Linked DNA regions of Mus musculus: region 2 is linked to region 1. A link is a contact called in public HiChIP or PLAC-seq data. All regions are on one chromosome and are shown on one strand. Each heading gives the region's core, a stretch centred on a gene start, on an enhancer-like site or on the middle of the called end of the contact. The rest is flanking DNA. Distances are from core to core; before and after follow the strand shown. Region 1 has its middle 6.0 kb from the start of Atp23. Region 2 holds the start of Arhgef25 (Rho guanine nucleotide exchange factor (GEF) 25).

Evidence for each region. HiChIP or PLAC-seq counts read pairs in DNA pulled down with a chosen protein or histone mark.
Region 2: a contact with region 1 is called in an HNF4G HiChIP or PLAC-seq map of pancreatic cancer cells. The contact joins the promoter of Arhgef25 here to the enhancer-like site in region 1. A contact is called at or near these places in 1 of 39 promoter capture datasets (embryonic stem cells), 1 of 15 datasets of contacts at CTCF or cohesin (embryonic stem cells), 10 of 484 Hi-C or Micro-C datasets (B cells, the Ba/F3 cell line, the G1E-ER4 cell line and 4 more), 2 of 115 datasets of contacts at active chromatin or transcription factors (effector CD8 T cells and pancreatic cancer cells) and 1 of 9 other capture datasets (adipose tissue).

What each region holds. Positions count from the first base shown.
Region 1 is chr10:126,904,141-126,910,696 of GRCm38.p6, forward strand. No RefSeq gene overlaps it. Among named protein-coding and RNA genes, the nearest start is that of Atp23, 6.0 kb to the left of the region's middle. Within about 2 kb of position 1,576, at least 363 of the 459 cell types and tissues checked have an H3K27ac peak or open chromatin away from gene starts, as enhancers often do. A contact at or near this core is called in B cells, the Ba/F3 cell line, the G1E-ER4 cell line and 6 more, where this site is marked.
Region 2 is chr10:127,187,018-127,193,922 of GRCm38.p6, forward strand. Arhgef25 (Rho guanine nucleotide exchange factor (GEF) 25) reads right to left here and starts at 1,755. Exons shown (of 15, transcript NM_001358557.1): 1 at 1,234-1,755; 2 at 91-305. The coding sequence starts at 1,330. Dtx3 (deltex 3, E3 ubiquitin ligase) reads right to left here. Exons shown (of 6, transcript NM_030714.2): 3 at 6,713-6,786; 4 at 5,592-6,340; 5 at 4,319-4,536; 6 at 3,361-4,022. The coding sequence starts at 6,713. The coding sequence ends at 3,947.

The DNA of each region.
Region 1 (6,556 bases), core at 326-2,825:
ACACCGTTCACTGACTGCACAAGAACACCACTTACTGGCTTGCTCCCACGGCCTTCAGCCTGCTTAACCTACTTCTCTTGTTGTCTTATTTTGTCTTATTTTGTTCTGTTTTGAAGCAGGTTCTCACTATCTCAACCAGGCTGACCCAGAACTCTATATAGACCAAGCTGATCTCAAAGTCACAGAGATCCACCTGCCTCTCCCTCTGGAGTTCTGTGCCACCATACCCAGACCTCAGCCTGCTTTCTTATACAACCCAGGACCACCTTCCCAGAGGTGGCACCTCCCACAGTGGGCGGGGCCAATCTGATGGAGGCATGTCCCTGAGTCCCTCTTCTCAGCTGTGTCAAGCTGTGTCAAGCTGACAGCACACCGCGTAGAAAGAGGTCGAGATTCTGCTTGAAATATTACTCAACTACACGGATAAGCAAAAATGCAAACTAAGAGATAAAACTAAAATGCAATATTATTCCAGAAAACATTTTTCAATACTCATTACTAAAGGAACAGGAAGAAAAAAATAGAAGTATATCAAAATATCAGTGGGGGTATGCGTGTGTGTGTGTGTGTGTGTGTGTGTGTGTGTGTGTGTATACTTGAGGGCTTGAGTGTGAGTGTGTCACAGCACATATGTGGGGTTGAAATACGACCTCAGATGTCCACACTACCGCCCGAAGCCTTACATATGACCTCCAGATCCAAGCTCAGGTACTCACGCTGACACCTCAGCGCGCTGCCCACTGGGCCATCTCCCTAGCTCCTAAACTTCCTACTGTCCTACAATCACCGTGCAATACTTTATAATCACAAAGATTAACTTTAAGGGGCTAAATGGGCTTTCAATGCTACATGCATAACTTCACTTGACCCTGCTGACTGTCAAGCACACATATCCTATTTTAGGGAGTGGGGAATATGGTCTGATTGTTTGATTCAGGACTTTTACTTTTTTTTTTCTTAATATTAAGTGGCGGGCTAGAGAGATGGCTCAGTGGATACAAGCACTTACTGATTTTATAGAGGTCACAGATTCGATTCCCAGAACCAAAATGTGGCTCACAACAGTCTAAAAGTCCATGGTCAGAAGACATGACGCCCCCTTCTGGCATATTCGAGCACTGCACGCACGCACTGTGCATTCCTACACATAATCTTTTTTTTAATTATTTATTATTATTTATACGAGTACATCGTAGACACACACCCAGAAGAAGGCATCAGATCCCATTACAGATGGTTGTGAGCCACCAAGTGGTTGCTGAGAATTGAACTCAGGACCTCTGGAAGAACAATCATTGCTCTTAACCACTGAACCATCTCTCCAGCCCCCATAAAATATTCTTAAGAGGAAAAATTAATCCCAGCACTCGGGAGGCAGAGGCAGGCGGATTTCTTAGTTCTAGGCCACCCTGGTCTACAAAGTGAGTTCCAGGACAGCCAAGGCTATACAGGGAAACCTTGTCTCGAAAAACAAAAACAAAAAGAGGAAAAAACACTAGATACTGATCTAAGGGCGGCCCGCATGCTAGGCAAGCTCTCTACCGTTAAGCAACCACTACAGCCCAGTTCCGGATTTTTCTGGTCAAGAGGACACACTGTGATCTAGACCGCAGGGATCAGGAGTCAAGCCACGCGCCCTGCGGTAGTTTTGCAACCAGCATCTGATCCACTTATCCAGCGTCAACAACAATTCGGGGAAAACATAGCATTTCCTTATTTCGCTAATAACTGCGAAGGTTCGGAGCGAATCCAATCGCCCGAAGCTGCGCAGGAAAAGTGCCACACGCTGTCCACCAAGCGGCCTGCCAATACTCGCTTCCGGAAGGAGCCCTAGTACCGGAAGTAGGCAGGCGCGCGGAATTTTGGGAAGAGTTGACCTGGCGCTTTAGCTGTTACCAAGGCAACCGGAGGCGGGCCCGAAAGGCGGAGAACTTCCCTTCTGCTGGTAGCTTCTCGCTGTCTCTGCCTCCTTTTTAAAAATATAAATTGAGGATTTTTTTTTAAGTTACAGACCACTGTGTTCTAATGTAAAGTATTCTTTTTTCAACTGTGCAAGTTAAAAAAAAAATCGTTAGCTATCCAGTTACCCAGAGGCAGAGTAAAATTACCTATCATGGTTTTTTTCCCCCCCCCCCCGTCTATAGTAACATTTTTGCATTGTCTAGCTGATTTCAGGAAACTAATCTTGCTCCTTTCATATATGTATGTGAATGTTGTAACTATAACTCTGATATTAAAATCTCCGAGACAAAAAGATATTGAGGCCCCAGTGTAAATCTGATTGTCCCGAGTTTGAATGCAGCACATGAAGACATTTCTTTCCAAGAGGTTTGACCGTAAAGGAAAAAAGATGTCAGTAGCCTGAGAAGAGTAACAAGCAAAAGAAAGAAATTGGAATTGTTCCAATTTATAGAAGCAAGGCCCTGACTCATAATAAATACAAGAGAAGAAAGAACCCATAGAAAGTTAAAAGATAAATAAATAAGTACCAAAAAAAAAAAGAGGTAGTTAATGGGTGGACTAGCCACCTCACTTCATCGCTACACAGGAAATGAGGTGCCATCAAGTCTGTAAACTAACATTAGAAAGGACCTTGGGAAAAAGGATGCCAAAGTGAAGTTGGCTGGTTAAGAATGAAAACCTGAGGACTGGAGAAATGGCGCTATGGTTAAGAGCACTTGCTGCTCTTCCAGAGGACCCATGTTAGATCCCAGCACCCATATCAAGCGGCGTATAACCACCTGTATCACCATCTTCATAGGCCAGGTGAGGTGGCGCTGGTCTTCAGCCCCAGCACTCAGGAGGCAGAGGCAAGTGGATCTCTATGAGTTTGAAGCCATCGAGGTCTACACAGGAAGTTTCTAGGCCAGCAAGGGCTACACAGTGAGACCCTGTCTCCAGATAGACCAGCAACAACAGGGTTGCCAGAAAGACATTCAGTAGCCAAGATCTCCATCTGCCCTTTGACAGGACTAGGGCTAGGTTCCCTGCAGTCAGCTACTCTATCACTCCAGGTCCAGGGGATGGCTCCTCCTTCCTCTGCCATCCTGATCTGCGTACCTTGCTCATCAGGCGTGAGCAAGGTACGCAGATGTAAATGCAGGCAAAATACCCATACATGTGAAATAAAATTTTGTTGGAATTTTCTGAGAAAATTCTCAGATGTAGGAGGAACTCAGAACCAAGTACTGAAGAAAATATGTTCCAGGCTGCTGCAGATGTCCTTAATTCAAAGGATATTTTGTGAAAAAATTGTGTGAACTCAGAGCCGGGAGCAAGAAAGGATGGTTGAATGGATTTATATTGTGGATTTAAAATAAATAAATATGCCCATAAACATAAATAAGACTAAAAATAAATATAATAAATGTTTTAAAGCCAGGCATGGTGGTGAGCTCTCGTGATCCCGGCCCTGAGGAGACAGAGGGAGGCGGCTCCCTGGGGTCACTGGCCAGCCAGCCTCACCTAAGCTGAGACTGCCAGACCAGTGAGAGTCCTCTTCTCAAAAATAAACACATATACACACCTCTGTCCAATATACACACAACAATACACACACACATTCACACAACACACATACATACACAAACACACACATACACATACATACATTCACACAACACACATACATACACAAACATACACAACACACACATATATACACAAGCACACATACAGAAACATACAACACATACATACATACACACACACAAACATTCACACAACACGCACACCACTAAAATACTAAAATCACCAGAATATTTTGGGAAAGAGGTGAGTTTTGTGGGCCAAGGGAAAATTTATTCTTGTGTAGCCTGTTCAGCTGTTAAATTTCAAAATTCTCTAGGATTTAGTGAGGAAAGGGTATGGGCATAAAGGACCAGAATTTAGGGAAATAAGAGAAGACATAGAGATGAGGCAAGCGAAGCTGGGTCTTGATGATACATGGTAGTGCATCATACAAATACTAGAAAATGAACTGACCAGGAATTAAAGGTGTAAGTCTTTTCTTTAAAGATGGGAAGCCTTAAAGGTGTAGTTGGTACACGCCTTTAATCTCAGCACTCAGGTGGCAGAGGCAGGCAGATCTTTGTGATCTCTACAAAGCAAGTCCAGGACAGCCAGGGCTACACAGAGAAACCTTGTATTAAAAAATAAATAAATAAATAAATAAATAAACAAACAGAAGGAGGGAAGAAGAGGAGAAGGAGGAGACATATTTCTTATCCTCGCCTTTAAATCCCTCTTGTTTTTCTTTTTTTCTTTTTACAATATTCAGTCCTATAGCCTAATGAGTGTTACATAATAAATAGGCTCTCTTCATCCCTCTTAGGAAACACCTCCTGAGCCAAGAGAAGCCAGATTGAACCAGTCAGCTTGGAGAGGAATTTGAGCCAAAACAGCTGAGTTGAACCAGCCAGCCAGAGTTCAGAAAGAGCTAGACAGGAAGAGCTTATTCAGCAGTAAGCCTCCAAAAGGACAATTACATCAAGGAAATAAAAGTAGGGTTTACACTGACTTAAATATATCCAAAATCATTATTCCAGTCTATACATCCTAAAATGTTTGCATTACCCAAACTTTAGGTGGGGTTGATGGATCTTAATCGATCTGTGTCCAGGAATTTACATCAAGTGGATCTGGATCCTTCAGGTGTGTGTGTGTGTGTGTGTGTGTGTGTGTGTGTGTGTGTGTGTGTGTGTGTGTATGTGTGTGTGTATGTGTGTGTGTGTATGTGTGTGTGTATGTGTGTGTGTGTATGTGTGTGTGTGTGTATGTGTATGTGTGTATGTGTGTGTGTGTATGTGTGTGTGTATGTGTGTGTGTATGTGTGTGTATGTGTGTGTATGTGTGTGTGTGTGTGTGTGTGTGTGTGTGTGTGTGTGTGTCACTTAGAGGATGCCACTGCTTCAGAATGACTGTTGTTACATGTTTATCTTCCCTGCAAAATGTGTCTTTGTTTTACCCACAAATCTTCATGTGGTAAGAAAATAACTTTTTTCACTCTTAGAAACTGTGACACCAGGAAACAAGGAAACTATATATAATCAGTCAGACAGCAGGCAGCAGGTGTTTCTCAGGTCTGATTCAGCACACTTCTTCCCATTGCCATGGTAACATCTCTGACAAGAGCGATTTAGGGTAAAGGGGCGTACCCTGTTTAGGTTACAGTCCATCACTGCAGGGAGTTTCAGTGGCAGGAGCTGAAGAGGGCTGGCAGCACAGGATCCCTAGTCAGGAACCTGAGAGCAAAGAGTCCCTGTGCTCAGCTCCCCCTCTCCTTTCATGCAGCCTAGCACCCGGTTCATGAACTGGCCCTGCCCACAGTTAATAGATATAATCTCATAACAAATATGATCCCCCCCCTTCACAAGCATGCCTGTGCTGGTTTGAGTGAGAATAGCCCCCATAGGCTCATATATTTGAATATATGGTCCCCAATTAGTGGAGCTGTCAGAGAAGGATTAGGAGGTGTGGCCTTGTTGAAGAAGGTGTGTCACCTAGAGTGGGTTTTGAAGTTTCAAAAGTCCATGCCATTCCTAGTAAGTGCCCTCCCTCTCCTCTCTCTCTCTCCCCCTCCCCTCTCCCTCCCCCTCCACCTCTCTCCCTCTCTCCCTCTCTCCCCCTCCCCTTCTCCCTCTCCCTTTCCCCCTCCCCTTCTCCCTCTCCCTCTCCTCCCTCCACCTACACCTCTCTCCCTCTCTCCCTCTCTCCCTCTCTCCCCCTCCCCCTCCACCTCCACTCCTCCTCCCCTTCCCCCTCTCCCTCTCCCCCTCCCCCTCTCTCCCTCTCTCCCACTCTCCCTCTCTCCCTCTCTCCCCTCCCCCTCCCCTCCCCCTCATGCTTGCTGCTTATGGATAAGGCTATGAGTTCTCATTTACTGCTGTCACGCCCCCTGCCATGATGGTCATAGACTCTAAGCTCCCATAAACTCCCATAAATGGCCTTGGTCATGGTGTCTCTTCACCACAACAGAACAGTAACTAAGAAAATCCCCAAAGCCCCACCCCAGAAGATTCTAGATTCTTCCAAGTTGACAATACCACTGACCGTCACAATGCATATCAAACCTCAAGCTTTGAGGCTATTGAGGGAACCTGCTCAGCACATGGGATCACCTTCACTATGCTCTGAACGACCCCGAGACCTCCAGGCAGAAGAAGACCTAACTGTGGGACCAGCCTCAAGGGCAGTTCACCCATATCTTCCTCTCCCACCTCCTAAAGTTCACCCTGGCTCTTAAGAGGGCCTCCAAGGCCAGTGTCCTAGTCAATGTTCTACTTCTATGAATAAACACAATGACCATGGCAACTTGTATAAAAGAAAATTTTCATTGGGGCTGGTTTACAGTTTCAGAGGTTTAGTCCACTGTCATCATGGCAGGAAGAGGTAGCTGAGAGTTCTACATCCATATCCACAGGCAGTAGGAAGAGAGAGACACTGGGACTAGCTAGAGCGTTTGAAACCCCAAAGCCATCGCCAGTGACACACTTCTTCCAACAAGGTCACACTTTCTTCAATAAAGCCACACCTACTCCAACAAGGCCACACCTCC
Region 2 (6,905 bases), core at 505-3,004, 280 kb after region 1:
GTGGTCAACAGTAGATGGGTTCCCCAAGGGCCAGTGACCCCAACCTGCACTCTTTCCCAGGGTCCTTCTTCTGTGGGACTCCCTGCTCACCTCACATTGTCCGGTCTGACCACTCTCTGCCTCAGTTTCCACACTGAGACAATGTTTGGAATGATCCAACCATCTCCTCAGGCCAGTTACTGGTCCAGGGGGAATCGGAGAACACGGATCAGAGCTGAGGCCAGAGCTGGGGCCAGACAGGGCAGCCAGCCCCGAGACAGCAGACGCTGACATGCTCCCCTCACTGACGGCAATAGAATAGGATTCTGATGGGAGGAAAACGACATGAGTGGATGGACTCTGCCCCCCACCTCGGGAGTCCTAGGGGAACCCCCATGTTGTCCTCTCCATGATGTTCAGCCCGTCTCCCAGGGTCCCCTCATTTGCCACCCTCCTTTGGGTTGGCCAGGATAGAAATCTTTGCAAAGGCACTCTGGGGAGGAGGGACAGTAAGCTCCCAGGCCCGTGCTCCTCCAGTTCCATGTGAAGGTTCCCCATATCCTGAGCATAGCACAGATATGCGGGTGGGGGCAGCCATCTGGGCAGACACTGGAAACTGGGGGTAGCCATCTGCTTCCCTACAACACTCCCCCTTGCAATAGGTACAGACCATTCTCCCGGAGAGGGGTGAGAACAAAAGAACGAGGCTGTCTGCCACCTCCAGCCCCTCTCCTCCCACTCCAGTAATTACTATATATATTGTTTTGGACAGCCCCCCTCTCCAGCGCATGCACATACCCAACCCAGGGGGCAGTGAGGACAGCTCAGCGGGGCTATCTTTGGCCAGCAATTGGGAAGAGCTGCAATGTGAGTTCTTATAAAACCCTTTACAGGTAGGTAGATACCCCTCGCCCCACCCCCAGCCCACCATTCCTCTGCTCCCTTTTCGGAAGATATTCAGCCAGTGTGATCTGAGACACAAGGTTCTGGGCATCAGGCGATCACCAGAGAATTTTCCCTCCTGGCTAGCTGACTAAAGGAAAGAAATGGGTCCTCTGACCCTTCCTCAACTTCCTCAACTTGAATCAGCAGGAATCTAGAAGTGGAAAAGGACCTTAGATATTCTCTGTTAAATCATTTTTTTTCTGGAAAACACCCGTACATGCTCCAGCCCTAAAGCCCTAGGGCTAGAGTAAGCAGATGCCCTAACCCCAGCTCAAGCTCAATGCTGGCCCCCTCAGACCTCGCACTCACCACGTCCCCCCCGGGAGAAGCAGCAGCCGCATTTTGCCAGCACTTTTCGAATCACACGGGGACAGGCACAGCGACCCCCTTTGTGACCCCCCCGCATGGCGCCCGGGGCCCCCCGCACCCCCCACCCGGGCCGGCCATGCAGGGGGAATCACGGGGGGCGGGGCGGGGCGGGCGCAGGGCGCACACCCCCCTCCCTCCCTCCGGGGTCCAGGCTTGGAGAGGGGGGGAGAAAAAGGATGGGAGGCGGGGGTCCAGGAGTAGACGGAAGTCGAGGCAGGGGAGTCTGGAGGGAGGGCCGTGCGGGGCTGGGCCGCGGAGTTGGGCGGGGAGGGTTTCCGGAACCCCGGCGGTGCGGGGCCCAGGGTCCAGATGTCCAGCCAGAGGAAGGGGTGATGGGGGAGGCCCGGCCGGGATGCGACAGCCGCTCCAGCTCCGTCTCCGGCCTCGGCTTAGGGGTGGCTCTAGGCCCGGGCAGGGAGGTGCGGGGGCCGATTCCCAGAGCCACTGGAGCCGCGCGGGTCCGGGCCGAGCGGCGAGCGGAATAACAGGCCGGGCCACGGTGCTGCCGTGGGGCGGGGCCTCTGCGGCCAGGCTCCGCCCCTCCGCGCTTCCCCAGCCCCCTCCCCCAGGCACCTCCACGCTTGCAGTCCGGGTCCCCAGACCTCCGCCCCTCCTCCCAGGCCTGGGCTCCCTCTAGCATCCCAGCTGCAACTGCGGGGCTCTGGGTTGGGTGGGCGTGAAGGCTGGAGGTGGGTCTGCCTTGCTCGCCCCTTGGACTCTAAGATGAAGAATTCGCAGGATGGGGCCTTGTTGTGTGTGAATGGTTCTGAGGTTCTGGCTGTCTCCCCCGCCACCCCTCACCCCCATGCCCCGAGTAGGGCTTGTGTGCCTGGGGAACACTTTGTAGGGAACACAGCCCAGGTGCCGCCCTCTCCCCCGACCCATCTTTCCTCCAGGCCCCAGAACTCCAGCTAAAACTAATCACCAATTAAGGCGAAGTCCGGGCGCCTGGGCTGGCCCAGGGCCAGGGGTGGGGCGCGGGGACACTCCACTCCGCCTTCGGGGGCTCGGGACCCGCCGAAGTGAGGACACACATCGGGCTAGAAGAGAAGCGTGGTGTCTGCGATTTAATGGTCCCATGCAAATTAGGCGCAAGCCTTTATGCTAATATGAACAGAATCTATCTGAAGTCACCACTTTGCGCAGGATGGCAAATTGTGCCCCACCCAAGCCCAGCTTCTTACCGGGCTGCGGAGCCCAGGCGAGGACCTCAGGTTCGCGCTGCCCTGTCTGATCCTCCTCGATACAATCACTCTCTGTCTTGGTACTCCCAGGCCCTAAGGGATCTCTCTCCGGGGGCTGCCGAGACAGAGTCACTGTAAGGACCCTTTCCTAGGCTGCCACGACCTCCCCCTTCTTCTCTCCCTCCTGTCAAAATACACATTACTCTGAAAGCGTCAACCAGAACTTGGCATATGGCCCTCGTAACTGAATTTATGGATCCTTGCGACTGCTCCATATAACTTTTGTTTGCGGGGAAACTGAGTCGTGGAGTGCAATTCTCCTAAAGTCCTCTAAAGACCCCCCCGACCCCACCCGCGGTCCCTCCTCCTTACCCCCTCCTGCCCGGGTACGGCGCATGCGCGCAGCATGCCACCCATGACCCCCAGTATCCGGTCAGTGCGGCCAGGGGTGGGGCGGTCCGGGGGCTTCATGCTGGACCCCTACCCTGCTTCAAGTTTCAGGGCCGAGGGGCCACGGAAGCTGGGGGGCTCTGAGGCCTGCGTGCGTCCGGGGAGTTGCTACTGCCGAATCCGCCCCCCTGCCCGGCTCCGCCCCGGCTCCCACCGCAGCCAAACTTCTCAAAAGGGGTAGGGTTGTTCCCTTCTCCACAAACGTAGCTGAACCACAAACAAACCCCTCTTAATCCTGATTCCATCAATCCAAGTGTGGCCTAGGGCTTTGCAGGGTTATTGCAACGCCCAGCGTTAGCTCTGCCAGAGGAGAGTGACTCCTAGGAAGAGAAAGGGTCCATTCAGGCATGCAAGGAATCCCCATTACCCCATCTCCTCAGCGGGTCCACACCCCACCCCCACCCTGTCCGAGGAACAGAAGACGGGTGTGGCATAGAGTTGCATATTTCACTTTATTTTTATTAAATTAAAAGCTACAGTCTGGCAGCAATTCCAGATTTGGGGGGGGGGGGCGGTGAGGAGGCTCCTTATAGGGGCAGAGAAGAGCGAGAGACAGACTGACAAAGACAGACACGGGAGAGAAAGGGTCCGTTAAGGTAGGACTACTGTTATCTTAACACACAGCTGGCTGGGGGAGGCAGCTAATATCAGTCCAAGGTGAGACAGTATTCAGGGGCTGGAGTTCCAGAGACCCCATCCTTCCTACCCAGGTCCTTTCTCAGCTTAGTCACTGGAGCACGGTACATACCAGGAAAAGCCAAGGACACTGGAGAAGCAGGGGCAGAGAAAATATGTACACGGAGTGAGGGGACGGGAGCCTTGGAAAACAGCCTCTGCTGGAGCACTTGGCCAGTGGGGGGGCAGGGGAAGGGACCATGTCCTCTTCCCCTCTGAGTTCCCACCCCAGTCAGACATATCCCCTCAAGGATGGTGTGGGGGCAGAGAGAGGCGGGGGGAGCAGAGGCTTCCGTTGGATCCTAGTAGAGGACAGCGGGGGGCCTTGGCAAAGGAGCTGTCCCTCAGTCGTCTGTGATACCCTTGGCTCTCAGTTCCTCTTGCACCCTAGTCAGGTAGGTTGGGTCCGGATACCCAAACCTGGGGCAAAGAGAAATGAGGATCAGAGTTAGTCGTTTGGACTTGATCGTCCTTACCCACCCTCATTTTGAGTGGCTCAGTTGGGGCCAAATTCAGACCCCTCCCACTTCCCATGAGGAGGGACCTCCAAAACCAAGATAACCCAGCCAGAATATGCTTTTTGGGTGGGGAGGGGAGGTGTTAAGCTGAACGCGTCAGGACCAGGATGAAAACAGACTGAGAGGGTGGATGGCTCCCCCAAATTAGAAATGGTGAAAGGGAGACGCCATGGAGAGGGAGATGAGGAGGAGTCGCACAGCTGGGGTCCCCCTGTGCAGCTGGTCTTGTGGTGGATGTCGTTCCAAGTGATGACATTGGGTCTCCCTGTAGTCATGGACGTGCCGATGGTGAAGGTGAGGCGCTGGTCAAATGCCTTTCGGAACAGGGTCAGCACCTTGTTGCCCTCGGGGCAGTCCGGGAGGTAGGCCACCCGTGTGGTACCAGGGTACCGAACTCCTGGGTTGGGGTGTTCAGCCTGAGAGGAAGAGGAGGCAGAGAGCAGCTGGCTGTCTCAAGGGCCTGGACACCAGCGAGGGGTCTGTCAGTCTGCCCTGCCTTTTGTCCGTGCATTCCCAGCAGACTGACAGAGAGACTTCCAGGGACCGGATGACTTTGGAGCCTGGGCAGGAAGAGGCTGTTTCTAGACTCAATCCTTATCTTTAATCCCTCACATCTCAAGTCAGGGACAAATGGACGTTCAGAAGTGATGGCAGTTACTTTCCAGATAAGTCAGCACAGCTGCAACAACTAAGAAAGATTGTATCTTTTCCCATTCCCTCCTTTTCCTAAAATACTACTGCCTCTGCCTCTTGTCTCCAATTTCTTCTTCTTCAGGGTTTCTCTGTTCCTGTGAATCAACTGGACATGACTCTTTGTCCAGCCGGAAGACATCTGCCTTCAGCTCTTATTGTCATATAGTTTGCAACAGAGCAGCACTCCCAGTGGTTAGCGCAGCCAGGTTCCCTTCCTGTTGTGCTGTGCCTTCCTTCCTTCACCTGGGCTTTGCCTCCACAAAGAGTCTGACACATCCACTCAAGTCAGGGTACTAGTGGGCAACCCTTTCTCTCATGACTGGTTTCAGGTTTTTTTTTTTGTTGTTTTTTTTTGTTTTTTGGTTTTTTTTTTTTTTTTTTTTTTTTTTTTTTTTTTTTTTTTTTTTTGGTTTTTTGAGACAGGGTTTCTCTGTGTATCACTGGCTGTTCTGGAACTCACTCTGTAGACCAGGCTGGCCTCGAACTCAGAAATCCACCTGCTTCTTCCTCTCAAGTGCTGGGATTAAAGGTGTGCACCACCACCACTGCCTGGCCACACCTGAGTTTTACATCTGCCTGTGGGTCATGCCAATAAAACAGTGGGGCCTCAAGGAGATGGCCCCTCCCCAACAGCTCCAGAACATAAGTCCTAAGGCATGCTGGGAGACAGCAAGAGTCTAACATGTCTAACAACATACTCTCTACATTGCCTTTTTTTCTTAAGTCAAGAGACAGTGAACTTGGAGGAAGCCAACGGGTAGGAACTGTGATCTCTTACCCCCTGGACGCCAGGCGGGAAGACATATTGGATGACAATGGTGCCATACTTCTCGTAGCTGGGCAGCAGGAGGGTGGCATCCTTGGAGACCAGCATCCGTCCGTTCTGGGGCTGGTTGCCCACAAGCTGCCCGTAGAATCGGCCGCACATGGGGCAGGCCTTTTTCACCTGCAGGGCCCGTGTGATGCAGCCCTCACAGAAGGAGTGCCTGCACTTCTCCAGCGTCTTGGCATTCTGTATCTCCCCCAGGCAAATGGGGCAGGTGGTTTCCTGCTCTTCAGCGTCCTCTCTGAGACGAGGAGGGAGTGGAGGGGGCAGGGGAGGAGGAGGAGGGGGTAGCCCTCTTGCCCCTGGGGGCAGGAGTGGGGCTGCTCGGAGGGGAGGAGGGCCTGGGCGGTGCAGCTCGGGGTGTTCCCCTCCACCCCCCAAAGCCAGGCAGCCCATGAGCTCCCCCTGCCTCTGGGCTTTCTTTAGCTCTTTCTCTGCCTCTTTCAGTAGCCCCTTGAGAGCCTTCCTGGCCAGGTAGAGCCCATTGGGAGGGGCTGGGGGAGGACCCTGTGGGGACAGCTGGAGCACGTAGATGTCAGAAGTCTCGCCATCTATGAGGATGGACACCCGATGCTCCTCCCGAAGCCGGGCCAGCCGGGCTGGGGTCTCCTTGCTCAGGAAGTCCCACACAGGCTTGGAGACAGTCACTTTGTTCTTGCAGGAGCCTCCACAGGCTGCCATTCTGGACAGGACGAACGACACTGCCCCCAGGGTGAAAGGGACTCAGAGTGGGGAGTCCCCATTTGACAGATAAATGTGCCTCTTACTTCAGGCTCCTTCTGAACCCCCTGTGTTACCTCTGTTTCCCTCAAAGCCAACCCCCAACACTGCCCACAAACCGGTTGGTTTTCTATCTCCACTTCTGTCCCATAGCCCAGCACCCTCTGGGCACAGGTTTCCATATTTCATCGTTATCTAAGCCAAGCACCAGCCCTGCTTGCTTCTTTCATTTCTCCCCTGAGCACAACAACCTGCCCCTTCTCCCCAAGATGGAAAAAAAAAAAGGTTCCTCCAAGGGAAGGAGGCTCCCCACCCCTACCCCACCCCATCCCACCTCCGTTTGCTTTGCTCACTTTGATCCGGAGGAGCTTAGAATTGGCATGCAGGCTCACTCTCCTTTCCCCCTGATACCTGGAGATCCTGTGGCCTGGTGGAATGGGAAAGAAAAGAAAGTAAGGGGGCTGGAGAGATAGCTCGGTGGTTAAGAGCACTGACTACACTTCTAGAGGTCCTGAGTTCAAATCCCAGCAACTACATGGTGGCTCA